Linked DNA regions of Hordeum vulgare: region 2 is linked to region 1. A link is a contact called in public Hi-C data. All regions are on one chromosome and are shown on one strand. Each heading gives the region's core, a stretch centred on a gene start, on an enhancer-like site or on the middle of the called end of the contact. The rest is flanking DNA. Distances are from core to core; before and after follow the strand shown.

Region 1 (4,748 bases), core at 816-3,315:
GGACTATCGGATGGGGGGGGGGTCCTCCCGTTACTGTTCATCATTGCCATGGATGTGTTGGCGACCATCTTCACTAAGGTCGGGCAGCAGATGTGTTTGAGCCGCTTCACCGTTGGAGTCTCACCACCGGTTGTCACTTTTATATCGACGATGTTCTGCTTTCGATGAAGCCAACGCCCAGGAGGCCATCGCACAGAGGGATCTACTCCGTTCTTTTCTAGCGACGTTGCGTATGGTATGCAATTTCTCAAAAAGCTAAGTGTTGCCAACTCTTTGTATTGTTTTGGACTTGTAGGGCATCATGAGTGCCCTCTATTGCCTGATACAACCCTTCCCCGTTAAGTATTTGGATTGACACTTTCAATCAAGGCTCTATCTAGAGCAGAGCACCAATCGCTCGTCGACAACATTACCGTGCAACTCCTTGGTTGACTCGTATTTGTTTTTCCACTCCAAGCTCTTAGCCATGCCTATCTTCCACATGATGGCGCTTGATCTTCCGCCATAGTTCTTTAAGTGCATAGACAAGCTTATGCAAGGGTTCTTCTAGAGGAGCTTTGAGGACGCCTGAGGATGTTGTCTGGTGGCATGACATATTGTGTGTACGCCCAAGCCTCTATGCGGGCTTGCGGTGCTGAACCTTGGCTTGTTGAATCGGTCCCTTTACATCAGGTGGCGATGGCGGGAGAAAACTATTTTGGGAAAACCGTGGATAGGCATGCAGATTGCACTGAGTCCGAAGGAGCTTGCGCATGTGGGATGCATTGCTTGCTAGGGGATGGTAATCATATGAGGTTATGGACGAATCGGTGGATCAATGGTCATAGTATCACACAAATTTCTCCCCACCTGCTTAGCTTTGTGCGGTCGGTGATGCAAATAGTGTTGTGGCCTATTCTTTTCCCAGAGCGAGGTGGGTCGATGATATCAATGGAACGCCATCTGTGTCGACAATCATTGAGTTCCTCGAGTTTTGGTCTTGTTGCAGGATCGGAGCATTGATGACATGCCAAACCTCCTTCTCCAGGTGCCTCTCAGTCAACAATATGTATTCTTTGAGAGAGATTTACGCTGCATTCATCTTCAACTGTGAATTCGCCTATACTCTAGGTAGTTGTGGGATTCTTGGGCGCCTTTGGAGGTAGATATTTACATGTGGCTCATCGTCAAAACAACATCTAGACCGTGGATAGGTTGGTAGGACGTGCGCTCCAGCACCCTCCCTGCCACTTGCTTTGCCGCCATGTTTAGGAGATACCCAACACATGCTTTTGAGGTTTCCCTTTTCTCAAGAACTTTGGTATCATGCACTCTTGCCATATAAGCGACACGGTTTTATACCAAATGGATTGGAGGACCTTGTTGGCTGGTGGCCAATGGTATGCTCAATTGCACCCCGTCATCTTCATACGGAGATGAGCTCTATCGTCACCAAGAGACTGCGCTCCATGTGGATTGAGCGCAATAGCCGTGTGCTTGATCATGTCTAGTCGCACACAAGCCAAGTTGTGTCCTTTTTTTTGTAGAGCTTACGCTTTCAAAAGGCGACACACAAAGGCAACGACGGATCCAAAGGGGCAAGGGGGAGCCATGGCCCCCATGGTTGACTGTCTTTTTGCCAATACACACTTCAAATTTCCGAAAAAATGCATAAACACTCTTCAAACTAGTGTTTGCCCCCCCCCTTCCCCCCACCCCTCCGCCCTTCTTCATGGATCGTGACTTTGTCCCTGCACATAGGTGGGAATGCATCGCATATATCATAGCTTGACATGCGTGGGGGTGGAGCGTAGATATCGCGTATGACTATCCTTCACATGTGATGGTACTTGTTTTTTCTTCTCATTTTTAATGGAGAAGACATGCAATACTTTTGAAGTATAGTGTACATGATACTTCCTGCTTCCCACACAAGCAAGCATATACTTGCACAACTAGACACATGCATTGATTCGTGGGGCATCACACCCGGGTGCACGCAGCAGGGATCTCTGGAGATAATCAAACCCGAGTAACCGACCGACCAGAACACGGTGGCAAGAGCGCGTCGACTGGGCAGGCAAAGGAAAGGAGAGTGACAGAGGGACAAACAAAGTTGTGAGGACAGCCTGAAATACAGTTCACTTCAGGAGTTCCGGCGAGGACGAGAACCAACAACATCCCCACTTCCCCCCCAACCGTCTCCTCGCCGAGAAGGATCTTTCGCGAAGCCTCTCCGGTCTCCCATCCTCCGCCCCCCGCCGTCGCCCTCGCCTCCGCCCGCGACTCCTCGCCAGGTAAGGCCCTTCTCTCTGCTTCGCCGTTTGTTGGTTCTTTTTCTGCTGCCCCTTTCGGTTGGGCGTATGTGTGAGATCAGCCGCGGGCGCGGGCGCCGATTGACTTCTGAGTGGAACTCGCCGGACTGGGTGCATTAGATTTGGTTGTCTATTTTTGTGGTTGCGTACAAGTACTTTTGGGCTAAAGGCGAGATTCTGGACAAAGCCGCCTTTTCCCCCAATTTAAAAGCACTTGTAAGAGTGTGTTGATCCTGAATTCATGACCCCGGGAGATTAGAGGTCTATATTTCACACTGCAACGCGATTGGTTCCGGCTAACATCTAACTGAGGCAAACGCGATTGGTCCTTGTGCTTAGAATTTGTAGTGAGATGCAGATGTTATGATCAGTATATGTATTAGTAGTATCGTCTGATGAATAAATTATAACATTAAACATGTACAGATGAAATGATCAATCCGTTGTTTTTTGACTCTGAATATTGCGTGTCTTCAATTACTCTCATAGTTTTCGCCTTTTCCATATGCAACTATCTGAATATACGCACACTAACCACCCACCTTGCTTCCATCTATCCCCCGAGACTACTTCGTTTGAACCAACTGCCTATTTTCTCATAACAGTCTCTTACTCACACTGCAACTTAGTTTGAGCGAACTGTCCATCTCCCATCATAGTCCATTCACACTGCAAGACCGATCAGGGATACTAATCACATGTTTTTTTTTTGCTGCTAATGTAGCAATGCAGCTGTATCACCATCCGTATTCACTGGACAGTCAGAAGGTGCGGATAGCCCTGGAAGAGAAGGGTATTGACTACACATCATATCATGTCAATCCGCTAACGGGGAAAAACATGAATGTGGCCTTCTTCCGAATGAACCCTTCAGCGAAGCTCCCTGTCTTCCAAAATGGCGCTCATGTCATTTTCCGCGCCATCGATATCATCCAGTACGTTCTTTCATTCACCCTTGGAATGGCTCAAACTTAGACGCATTCGATACTGCTGATCAAACAGCAATATTCATTTATCTCCTCTATATTTTCATAGGTACATAGACAGACTCGCAGTGCACTTAAGTGGTGAAATACAGCCTGTGAATACCGAGGTTCTCCAATGGATGCAGAAAGTTGATGGTTGGAATCCTAAGATGTTCACACTAACTCACACCCCACTAAAGTACCGTTCATTTGTCTCCAAGTTCATTCGTCGAGTGCTGATTGCTCGAATGGCTGAAGCCCCAGATTTAGCTAGCATGTACCATGTCAAGCTCCGTGATGCATATGAGACCGAAGACAGACTGAAGGACCCTGAGACTATGCGGCAAAGTGAGGAGGAGCTGAGCAAACTCCTTGATGATGTTGAGGCCCAGCTCAACAAGACCAAATATCTCGCTGGCGATGAATTCTCACCAGCTGATTCGATGTTCATTCCCATTCTTGCACGAATAGCCCTTCTTGATCTGCATGAGGAATACATCAGTAGCCGGCCCAGGGTCCTGGAGTACCACACATTGGTCAAGCAGAGGCCAAGCTACAAGGTTGTAATTGGGAAGTACTTCAACGGGTGGAAGAAGTACCGTACTCTCTTTAGGACCTCGTTCTTCCTTTGTGTTCGAACCTTGTTCCGAAAATACTAGGTGGTTCAGCGTGTTGCATACCCGATACACGCTGAACCAATGTGTACAGTAAAGTTTAGGCTGAATATATGACCAGTATACCATCATGTGTTTTTCCTCCAAGGCCAGGCTGATGGTTCCTGAGAGTTTTGTTTTCTATACACCTGTCTGCTCCAATGTCGCTGTTTAGAGCCTACAGAATCTAGATGTTGAATTATTTGCAGAATAATAGGCCTATATACACAGTTTGGATTTTCTGATACGATGTGTCTCTGTTCATGGACAAATATTATTTCTATCATCTGTTTTAGCGCTCCTCATGTCTAAGGTATCTTATGTACCAGTTGTCACTGCAATCTTCTTTTCTATTTGATTATATGTTTTCCAAGTTTGTTAGAGAGACTAGTTTTTTCAATTTCATATTGTTTCTAGCTCATAGCTTCTAATTGCAAATTAAATTATGAATTAAAATTTGTTTACTCATATTTTTCTCATAAGTTAATTTTTCTGATGTCAGCGTGCGTGGGCTTGGCCCTGTGTTTTTTGATGTTGGAAGTGTGCTCAGCCCTTCTTGTTTCGGTTTTCTCCTGGGTTTTCTGTAATTAGCTGGGCAACAATCTTCTTCTTAATCAATAAAACGGGCAAAACTTTTGCCTCGTGTTAAAAAACAATATTTTTTTCATAGTTTAATTTTTTCATGTTCATATTTTTAAAAACTCAAATAGCAATGAACTATTTTCCTACTGTATGAGTGCAGAGCTTCCCAGATATGTAAGCAGAAGATCTCCATGCACATGCTTTACATGTACAGTACACAAGAATGGGCCCCATTATCATTGACTCTATAGTAA
Region 2 (4,748 bases), core at 1,173-3,672, 410 kb before region 1:
CACACACCAGCCTAGCCAGCGACAACAGTGCAGGAGAACGCACGCCCCCGACGCCCGCTTCAACCAAAGCCGAAACTTGAGATTTCACCTGGAGAACTCGAGATTCAAATGACAAGGGAGGTGAAGGGGCTCCACGAAGATGCCTCCAAGGAGGGCAACAATGTCCAAGGACGCCATCATCTGAAGTCAGTGCTAGGCTTTTGCCTGGAGGTCACCAAACTAAGGCTTGCGCAGTGAACCTCTAGGCAACCAGCCTGGCACATCCAATCCCGATCAACAACTTGGAGGCATCCACCTGAGCCATAACAGCCATGCACTTCAAATCAATCCATGTCACATCATTTCCCATCCTCTATAACACTAAGCTCCCTAGTTTTGAAGAGCTCACGTTCAATTGAGGTCTCCATTAGAATTAAGTCATCCGATTTCGACCGGTCATTCTTATTCAATTCTTCTATATTATACATTATGGTTCCAAATTTTGATATATTTCTCTATAAATTTGATTGAATTAAAAAGATTTGACTTTTTTAAAACATAATGCATCTTATATTTTGAAACAGAGTGATTAATTTGTGAAGACATCCAACAACACCAACAGCGTAGCAAAGCGCGTCCAACCCTTCTAGTAGGTATTAAACCCTATGAACTGAAAGTAAGCATATATACTTGAGCACAAAATTTAGCCAATCTCGAAATTATTTTCATTAAATTATATACTTTGGCATGCAATAGGAACGCCGCTCAAAAGGTGTCGAAACAAGGAAAGTGGATTTGTTGGAAGATGAGAAAAGAAAACAATTAGGAGTATCACAATGCCAAACTAAAAGATTGCACGTAATAATTAGTAATGAACAATATAACCAACATTTAAGATGGGAAAAAACCCACCAATAAAACAGAAATTGTATCACCATAGCATGAGTCATCTCAAAAAGACAAAAGCTTCTTAACTACTCTCTATATAAAAGGGCACTCCATTAGATTGCTATATGGTCACCATTAAGGAAAACTGAAGAATAAGTATTTAGAGCCTCCTAACTTCTGTCACCTATGAGCATACCTAATCATTCATGAACAAGTACAAAAATGTTGCATGGTTGTTATGCCAACACAATACACTCTACTGCTTATGCTCCAGGTCAAATCCTTATTATGAAAAAGAGGCAGCAAACAAGAATTTCTAACAACTCACACCAAGTTCAAAGTAATTGCCAAAACTAACCCCAGTTCAATCAAGTCTTCTTCCAAGTTCCAACAACTTGTTACCATCAGAAACTGGTTAGTTGTACATACGATACCAATGGAGGTACCACTGAGATCCCAGTCGACACCTAAGTGACACCTTCAGCTAGGCATAAAAATGTTCCTAACACCCAAGTCATGACAAGCATACCCAATTGCAACTTCCAGAACAATAGTCTAATTTTGACTTTCAACTGAAACTGCACTATAGTGTTGGAGTCAGCTGACCCAAACATTACGTAAAACGGATGGTAAGTTACTTATCAAAAAGTAATTAGTGTTGAACCAATGTAGTATATGATGCCCACATTAAAGAATTTTGGCTGGCTTCGCCCCTATCAGCAGGACGTAGTGTAATTACTAACACCAGATCCAATTCCTCGCCTAAGAAATAAGATGCGCCCTAAAGCGTTCTGAAATCTGAATAGAAACAACATGGTAGGAGCCTCATTGCGACTCAATTACTCCCCAAGTCCAATGCCCCAGCAAGTTCACAGGGCAGAATTCTAGCACGAATCGCACGTCAAATTTGACAGAATCAAAGTTTCATCACCAAAAATTTCATCCAGCATAAACTAAAATATGTTGATGACGAACAGGATCAGTGTCTGAAGCCTTAGTAAGGGAGAGAGAAATTGAAGTCTCACCCCGATGGCGGCGGTGTCGACGTAGGACACGCTGATCTCGAGGGAGACCCCGCTCGTGCCTACCCCGCTGGAGAAGAACACGGCCGAGCCCAACTGGTCTGCGAGCGATGCCGTGACGCCGCTGAGAAGGTACCCTTGGGGGCTCTGCAAACGAATCACCAAAATTCGAACCAAACACCACGCGCCGTCACGTCAGCGTGTGAAGACCGAAGGAGCAAGGAAGCTGGCGCTTGTGGTTTCAGCGGGGAGGGAGCGCGTGGCTTACGGCTATACGGGGGGTGACGACGAAGGAGCAGAGGACGCGGCCGTGCTCGGCGGCCTCGAGGCGGACGCCGCTGATGACGAAGGAGTCGTAAGGAGTGGAACCCGAGATGTCCGCGGGGGAAGCGGTGGGTTCGAGGGTCCGCCGCACCGCGTCCGGGTCCATGGCGCGGCGGTGGCGCTGGGGGCGGCGAGGAGGTCGCGGTCGCAGCCGGATCGAGTGGGGGTGTTTGGCGGGGCACGCAACACAAACACGAGTGGGTGGATACCCTGCGGTGTGCGAGCGTGGTTGGCTGGAAGCGCCTTGCTAGTCTGGCTCTGGCGGGTGAAGCTCCAGCTGACAAGCGGTCCCACGAAGTTGGTCTGCGAGGATATGTACAATGGTGCAGATGTCCATGATGCCAAAAAAAAATTGAGACGTCTAAATTGATATTTTTCTCTTCAATGTGAACTCTTACTAATGGACATCATCAAAGAAAAAGGACTCTGATACATATGTATCTCTATTTTCTATTTTAACTTTTTGTATAGAACCATGTTTTTTCTTCTGAAGCACTCGCCTTCTCCTAAGGATCACTTTAGACTGTCCGGACATATATTATGATCCTATATGACATACGGGACATCACCTTGGGGTGCATTGGTTATGCCGTGAGAGCAACCTGAACGAGATGACCCATTTCTTTCGTCCATGTTCGTTTGGGTCGCCGCGGACAAGAATGTCGGCCCAACGCGCCGACCTAAACCCAAAATGCGTCATTTTCGTGTCTGCGCCAAGGCATTTCTGAAATGAGTTGCCGCAGACATGAAGCGGATGCGTCGCGCGTTCCCTCGGTGTCTGTCGCGCCCCCACAAGTCAGCCGACCAACCACTGTATGCGGTCATAGTAAATGCGCCCACCTACTTCAGGCCCTCCTAGCAGTGGGTGGAACCGCCGCGTCGCCGTTCTTTTTTTAATGGACGCACGGGGGAGGGGGCTCATCCACTTCCATTGTCCGTCCAAATCTCTCCCCCCCCCACGCGTGGTCCCTCGCCGGTGACAACCAAACCCTAGTCATGGGGTTCTTCAATGCTTCCCACAAGAGCAAAGGGAAGATCACCCCTACGCATCCTCCTCCATCTCCACCGGCGCCTGCCCGCCCCGTGCAGCAGCGCGTGCATATTTCGATGCACGAGACGCGTTGGCACTTGTTGTACATGCAATCGGTGTCCTACCCGGACGTCACCCTACCGGACGACTGGCATCTCGATCCGCAACGAATCTCGATGTCGACGGTGCGGCGGACGCAGCGGGCACACACCAATGAGGTGCGCCGTTGTCGGGAGTTGCTCATGTCGGAACAACATCGGGTGCCGGCGTACGCTCTGGATTCTCCCAATTGGGAGAGGTGGTTCTCCCTCGAGCACGAGAAGCAACGCCGCCTCGGTGTTCAAGAGCACCACACCAACCCTCTACTGTTGGCTCGCCGCCCGTCGTCAGGCCGAAAGAGGAGGAGCGGGAGGAGGCTGTATACCAGGAGGCGCTGGCGACGGCCATGCATATCTCCATTAAGGAGCGGCGCAAGGCGGAGGCAGAGGAGGTAGACTACCAGGTGAGGTCGGCGGAGGCCCTCACCCTTTATGCGGTCGATGACTACATCGTGCCACCTTTGCCGCCGAGGCCCACTCCACCGACGCCTAAGGCCGAGCCACCACCGATGAAGTCGACGCAACGCTACGTATGAACCAAACAGGTACGTGAGTGGGTCCGTGCGCCCCATGTTTGGCTCGACGCGATGCCGGCGCAGGCGACCGCCTACCTCGAGCGCTGGAGGCAGCATGCATTAGCGGACAAACGCGCTGACGGCGAGAGGCTCATGAAGTTGGAGCGCAAGCAGGAGGAGCGCCACAAGAAGAAGGAGGAGCGTTGTGCCAGCGCCGCAGCAGCCCAAACGATGGTGCAACTGGCACAACAGGCTGACGTGTCCCTGGCCTGCGTGACTGTGTTCCCCTGGGTTGGTCCAGCGCCGAAGCTAGTCGACCTCACCAGCTCTGGCTCAGACAACGATGACACCTAGGGCTGGGTGTGGGGGTGGTGCGAACTTTTTTAAAGTTTAATTATTGATTTTAATGTTGATGTGGACTCTGGCTAGTTGTTGTTGACCGGCGTTTAATGTTTAATTATGATTTACTTTGTACGTGATGTTTTTCTTTTATTTTAAGTCTGTTTTTTGAAAATATGGGTCGGGCCAGAGTTGGACGCACCAACCGACCCAAATCAAAAAGCGGACTTGCACTTTTGCGTGACCGACCCAAACGGACGAAAACCGGACAAAGCTCGCGTCTGTTTGGGTCACCGCATTGGAGTTGCTCTAAGGATCATGCCATCTCACTAAGCGTCCGGTTGCCCGCATGAAAAAAGTTAGTTTTTTTGTGTTGCTTGACTTCACAGTTTGGCTTGCCTCGCACCTAAGAACCGTTGAAGCAACAGTTTCTAGTGAGTCAGGCTCGACCAAAGAGGGGGGAAGAGGTGAAGCTCATGTGATCACGAAGATGGCCGAGCTCGCGTGCATCCCCCAAAAATCAACGGGAGGATTTCGGGTTATCTCCCGCCAA

The links. Hi-C and Micro-C count contacts between places; a contact is called where the count stands out from the background.
Region 2: a contact with region 1 is called in a Hi-C map of leaf, with 4 times the contacts expected there. The contact joins the promoter of LOC123426767 here to the promoter of LOC123430300 in region 1. A contact is called at or near these places in 4 of 6 Hi-C or Micro-C datasets (leaf and seedling) and 1 of 1 datasets of contacts at active chromatin or transcription factors (embryo).

What each region holds. Positions count from the first base shown.
Region 1 is chr2H:482,561,971-482,566,718 of MorexV3_pseudomolecules_assembly, reverse strand. It overlaps LOC123430300 (glutathione S-transferase TCHQD), which reads left to right and starts at 2,065. Exons shown (of 3, transcript XM_045114171.1): 1 at 2,065-2,276; 2 at 3,019-3,229; 3 at 3,330-4,217. The coding sequence starts at 3,021. The coding sequence ends at 3,918.
Region 2 is chr2H:482,972,125-482,976,872 of MorexV3_pseudomolecules_assembly, reverse strand. It overlaps LOC123426767 (acyl-coenzyme A thioesterase 13-like), which reads right to left and starts at 2,422. Exons shown (of 3, transcript XM_045110648.1): 1 at 2,158-2,422; 2 at 1,893-2,036. The coding sequence starts at 2,319.